2 separate regions of the Mus musculus genome follow, and region 2 is linked to region 1. The links are chromatin contacts, called in public HiChIP or PLAC-seq maps. All regions are on one chromosome and are shown on one strand. Each heading gives the region's core, a stretch centred on a gene start, on an enhancer-like site or on the middle of the called end of the contact. The rest is flanking DNA. Distances are from core to core; before and after follow the strand shown.

Region 1 (2,700 bases), core at 199-2,698:
AGAGAAGCCACCTGAAAAGCAGTGTACGGCACAGCTGCTCTTGGCTGGGAGCAAGACATACTTGGAAACCTTGTTTCCTAAGTGTTCAAACCCAGAGCAAGTTTCCCAAGTACAAATTAATTACCAAATTCTATGTGTTGACAAGCAAACACTCAACTGTTTATGCTTCAATTCAACAAAGGAAATTTTAGCATATTACTCTTGAACCTCTAAAGCAAACAAGCTCCATGGATAGGATATACTTTGTTACAACCCCCCTTAAAGTGCTTAAAAACATTTTAATCCTGAAATCCAGCATGTAAAGGGAAACCCAAAAGATCTACATATACAGTTTAACAAAACAGTTACAAAGTGAAGACTGTGCAACTATCACACGCTGGCCCAACTTGGCAGCACCATACTGGACTCAGCCTCGTAAAACTCTACACTCATTCAGCCAATAAGCAATCAACAAACATCTGCAATATGCCAGGCAGCGTGTTAGATGCACATTTGGACACTTGGCCAGTATTACTTACTAGCATGTTTGCTCAAATCACAGCTACCACAGAGTTCCTGATTGTCACTTATCTCAGTTTCAATGCAAATAAATACACAACTTATCATATGGACAAGGAACATTTTGCTCCAATAAATCTATCTGGGAGGCTTGAACTCAAGGGATATTTAAGAATATATCACTGTGGAAAGAACCACAAGAAAGGGCTTGATGGCCAGTACCACTCAGATGTGAACTTTTCTCTCTGACCTACACGAACAGTGACTGATTAACCCTTGAGGTTAGGCCTCTTCCTCCACAACAAAGGCCTCTCCACGCGGGAGCTGCTTACAACTTTCCCAAGCACCTTGCAGAGAGCTTTATTTATCACGCCAGGATTAGATCTGAAAAAAGCATTTGTTCCACTATAAAGACAGCAGAAATCCCTGGTTAGAAGACTAATGTTCTTTTAACCCGAAGAAAAACCGAACCCATGGCTCTGCCCGAAGAGAAATAGTTTTGCCTTATTAATCACTAAGTTCTCAAGTCAACTCAGTGTGTGAGAGCCTCAGAAGCAATTCAGCTGTTTCCACATCGGAAAGTTCCAACAGCACATAGTCCAGGATAATGTTAAAACAATACACACGGCAGCACCGCTTCCTTACTAGGCTCCATTTCGCTGGGAAAGGGGGAAATTTAAGCCAAAGGATAATTTACATGAAGAGTCTACAAAGGAGGATGTATGAGATGAGTCACTAGAATGTGGACAGAAAACCTCTTCTAAATTCTTTTAGGATCCATGCAATACACAGAGCAATAGTGTATATAACTTTATAAGAGCAATTATAAAGAATGATCTAGAACTTCACTCACAAATACTTTTGTTTTTATTGGTGCTGGTGATTAAAGTCAGGGCCTTGTGTGTGGCACGAACAGATACTATCACTGAGTCACACCTTTGGCCACATCTCAAGATTATTACTAATGGGATGTGTGACTTAACTATCCTAAGGGGATCTGGGAGCCTCGTAATTGTAAGCTCCTGAGTTTCTAATCTCAGCACTGGGAAACAGGAGAGGGAAGAAGGGAGGGAAGAGGAAGAGGAGGAAAAGTTGGCAGCTAATGCATTAAGAGTGGTGAAGGTTATCTATGAAAGAATACACACACACACATACACACACACACACACACACACACACACACACACACACACACGAGTCTAAAAGGTAAATATCTTTGTCATTATTCAAGCAAGTGTGAGAGTCCTAAAGTCAACAGAGAGTGCTGAGCCAACCTCAGCTGAAAAGCCTGTGAATGCTTAGAAGCCTTGGTGCTCTTCTCCCTCACGGCCACTTCCCCGCCAGCTTGCCCTCTCATTCTATTAAGAGAGTCTCTCCATTTGGAACTGTGCCCAATCCTTTTTAAGGGGAAAATTTAAATGCACATACAAAAGTAACGGTAGGGGTAGGTGGAAAAGACCGCAATCCCATCCACCTTACAGGGTAAGGCAGGGTCGGCGCCTCCTCCACAGTGAAGAGGCTTGCTTAGATTACTGGGATAGTTTCCAGGCTAACTGCTCTCCCACTCCAAGACTTCTCATCTGCTCAGTCTTCATCCCCACCTATCCTATCCCCAATCACTATCAAAATTATCTTTCACATTGTAGTAGGGCTGGTAAACTGCCTACAGAGCAAATCTGTCTATCCCCTCTTCTCTCACTATAAATAAAGCTTTATACACTACATTAGAATGCACCTGCATTCACTTATTTACATATCAACTATGGCTGCTTTGCCACACCTTATAATGTGAATTGTTCTTTTTTATCTTTTATTGAAGTCAAGTCAATACTACATAGAAGTAGTACTTTAAACAATTCAGGAGCATTTAGTACATTCATAGTAGTGATCAAATACTAGGTCTAGTTTCAGTCTCTTTACCCCCAAAGCAGTTCAGACCCACTGCCCTTTCTTCCAGTTCACACCCACTGCCCTTTCTTCCAGTTCACACCCACTGCCCTTTCTTCCAGTTCACACCCACTGTCCTTTCTTCTAGTTTATACCCACTGCCTTTTCTTTCAATTCACACCCACTGTCCTTTCTTCCAGTTCACATCCACTGCCTTTTCCTTCAGTTCCTGGGGATCGCCAATCTAGAGTTTTACAGCTATGCATTTACCTATTACAGATATTTCAAGTCAATGGGATTATACAACATGTGAAA
Region 2 (2,700 bases), core at 15-2,514, 400 kb before region 1:
ATCTAGGATAAGGGTCTTAAAGCCCACACTCACGGTGACACACCTACCCCAACAGGGCCACGCCCTCTAATAGTGCCACTCCCTGGGCAGAGCATATACAAACCATCACAGGTAGCAAAGCCAGAATGCAAACCCAGGACGTCTGGGTTCTTAACTCTGCACACATTGCCCCTCAGCAAATCAGATGCAGTTTAGAAAGGAAAGAAAACCAATGCACTCCAAGGGAAAACTCAATTCTTGGGATTTTTCTTAAAGAGGTTGGCATTCCCGGTTGCTGGTAATCTTGAACCCTGGCATGTCTATCTACACCAGTTGCCCAGTCCAGCCTACCTCTTCCAGAAAACAGACCCCCTTATTATTCAGAAGAGGACACCCTGTGCATGGTGGCAACCTGGGCCCTGCCTCTCCAGCCTGAGGAAAGGATAGAAGTGTGAACTGGCTGTTAAGTCGCCCCTCTGCCCAACCCCTGAAGTGATGGACAAGCTGGTCTTGCTAGGAGGCCAGTGTGAGTCACCTTTGCCTTACACTGTCATGATGCAAAGGTGAGTCACGAATGAGCCTTCTCAGCCACCGTGTTTTCTTCTGCCATGCCTTGTCCTTACAGGTATCAGAGTCCAGTGTCCTGGTCTGCTGCTAGCAGCCTTCCCCAGTGTCAGCAGCACCCTTCTCCAGTACCTGCTGATGCATGCCCTTCCATCCTTCCTCCTGTAGACTCCTCGGTGCTCCCTGGCTCTAAGGAGACAACCAAGGTCAAGAGCCAGATATCCTCCAAGCCCAGGGCAGAGTCACTGATATGCTGGGCTCCCTATACTATTTCTGTCATCTAGGCGTTGGTCCATGCTCTTAAGAGTTAGGACCTGGGGCTGAAGAGATGGCTCAGCGGTTACCAGTACTTACTTTCCAAAGGACCAGGTTTCAATCGCCAACTCTCACATGTGCCTTGTCACCACCTGTATCTCTCGTTCTATGGATCCAACAACCTCTTCTAGCCTCCTGGGCAACAGGCATGCACGTGGTATGCAGACAGATATACGTACAGACAAAACACCCATAAACGTAAACACAAATAGATGACTTTTTAAAAAAAGTTGGGACCTACTGAGTGCTTGGCCTGGGAGCCTGAGGGAGGCAATAGAGGTCCCGTGGGGGAGCCCCTCGGTGAAGTACAAAGATGAGAGTGGGGGTGGGCTCATCTGGAGCCTGTGGGTGAAGTCAGCCCTTGTGCTCCACGCTTGGCCATGCACGAGGTTCGCTTTGTCAGGATGACTCACTGACAACTGCCATTCCTTATGACTTGTGGGCAGAACCCCATTGGCTCTGGGGAAGGGGTGACAGTAGACAGTGGGATGAGACCTTTTTCAAAAGCTTGAAAAGCAAGACCTGCTCCGTTCAGTATCGGATGTCCAATCCTGGGATTCCCCTCATTAAGAGGAGTCCCCTTTATAAAATTCCAGCTGCTGCCAGGCAGGCTCCCCTGATGGGCAGTGTTAAAACATTAAACAATGGCTTTTTCCTTTTCAAGTTCCTCTTCTGAGCCAGTGCAGAGGGCTGGCTGACCTTACTGAGGAAGGCTTGCCCTCAGAGACAGTGGAAGTCTGAGCCCAGACTCACTTGCTTGGATGGGAGCTCCCATCCTCCCGATGGTGTGAGTCACCTCAGCTCTCGCTAACAAGTTAATTTGAATTACTTTTCTAATTTCTCCCAGAGTTACTGGAACAGGTTCTCAAATATCTATTTCGGGAACTCTGGTTTATCAAAAGTTCAAAATGTATTGGTGAGGACAGGAATTCCCAGGTCATTTTTTCAATGATTTCTGAATCATTCTGGGGTCGGTCATATGCCTTCTCTTCATATTGGATCACTCACTCTATTGCCTAAAGTACAGGTTCAGGTTTGTATTACACATTTTATGGCCGACTTCTGCTGCTGAAATCATTGTTTTGGACACTCACACTAGGTATAGTTACTACGGTGATACCACTGTGTGGACAGCAGCTGAAAGGCTGGCTGGTCTCATTGCTCACGACTGCTTGGCTTTGTACTCTGAGGTTCTTCATTTCAGTTCATTTCTGGCTCAGCTGGGTATTCTGAGTAATGGCAGGCCAAGTGCATGGCTAAGCTCTGAGGTCTTGTAAGTCATATGTCTTTCAAAAACTACAGCGTTGTCAGTGGCGGAGCTGCTGGCTTTTATCCTCGCCCCTTCCTGATATATTATAGAAACTGCAGTTAGCAACAACAGCAACAACAACAACAAAAAAATACATGGCTGTAACAATGAAAATACTTAGAGAATGTTGTTGGATAAAAAATAACATAGAAATTAATATTTCTCAATTATTTCTTAAGATTTAGTTTACTATTATACGTCAGTACACTGTAGCTGTCTTCAGACACACCAGAAGAGAGCATCATTACATATGGTTGTGAGCCACCATGTGGTTGGTGGGACTTGAACTCAGGACCTTCAGAAGAGCAGTCAGTGCTTTTAACTGCTGAGCCATCTCTCCAGCCCCATATTTCTCTTTACATTAAGATATGTCCTAGGGGGAAGGCCCCACTTATAATAGCATCAAGAGAAATAAAGATAATAAACTTTAAAATAAGCAATTTTTATGAATAAAACTTTTGAGAGACAGAAAAGACGAGAGCAAATGAAAACCCACATCCTCTCATTATGCAGAAAGATCCAGAACGATACAG

What was found. HiChIP or PLAC-seq counts read pairs in DNA pulled down with a chosen protein or histone mark.
Region 2: a FOXA1 HiChIP or PLAC-seq map of pancreatic cancer cells shows a contact between it and region 1. The contact joins two enhancer-like sites. A contact is called at or near these places in 2 of 115 datasets of contacts at active chromatin or transcription factors (Th17 cells and pancreatic cancer cells) and 1 of 9 other capture datasets (embryonic stem cells).

The regions. Positions count from the first base shown.
Region 1 is chr11:68,071,114-68,073,813 of GRCm38.p6, reverse strand. The region is part of intron 6 of Stx8 (syntaxin 8); the gene reads right to left. Among named protein-coding and RNA genes, the nearest start is that of Stx8, 110 kb to the right of the region's middle. Within about 2 kb of position 1,448, at least 21 of the 459 cell types and tissues checked have an H3K27ac peak or open chromatin away from gene starts, as enhancers often do. A contact at or near this core is called in pancreatic cancer cells, where this site is marked.
Region 2 is chr11:68,466,970-68,469,669 of GRCm38.p6, reverse strand. All of the region lies in intron 1 of Pik3r5 (phosphoinositide-3-kinase regulatory subunit 5), which reads right to left. Among named protein-coding and RNA genes, the nearest start is that of Pik3r6, 35 kb to the left of the region's middle. Within about 2 kb of position 1,264, at least 53 of the 459 cell types and tissues checked have an H3K27ac peak or open chromatin away from gene starts, as enhancers often do. A contact at or near this core is called in pancreatic cancer cells, where this site is marked.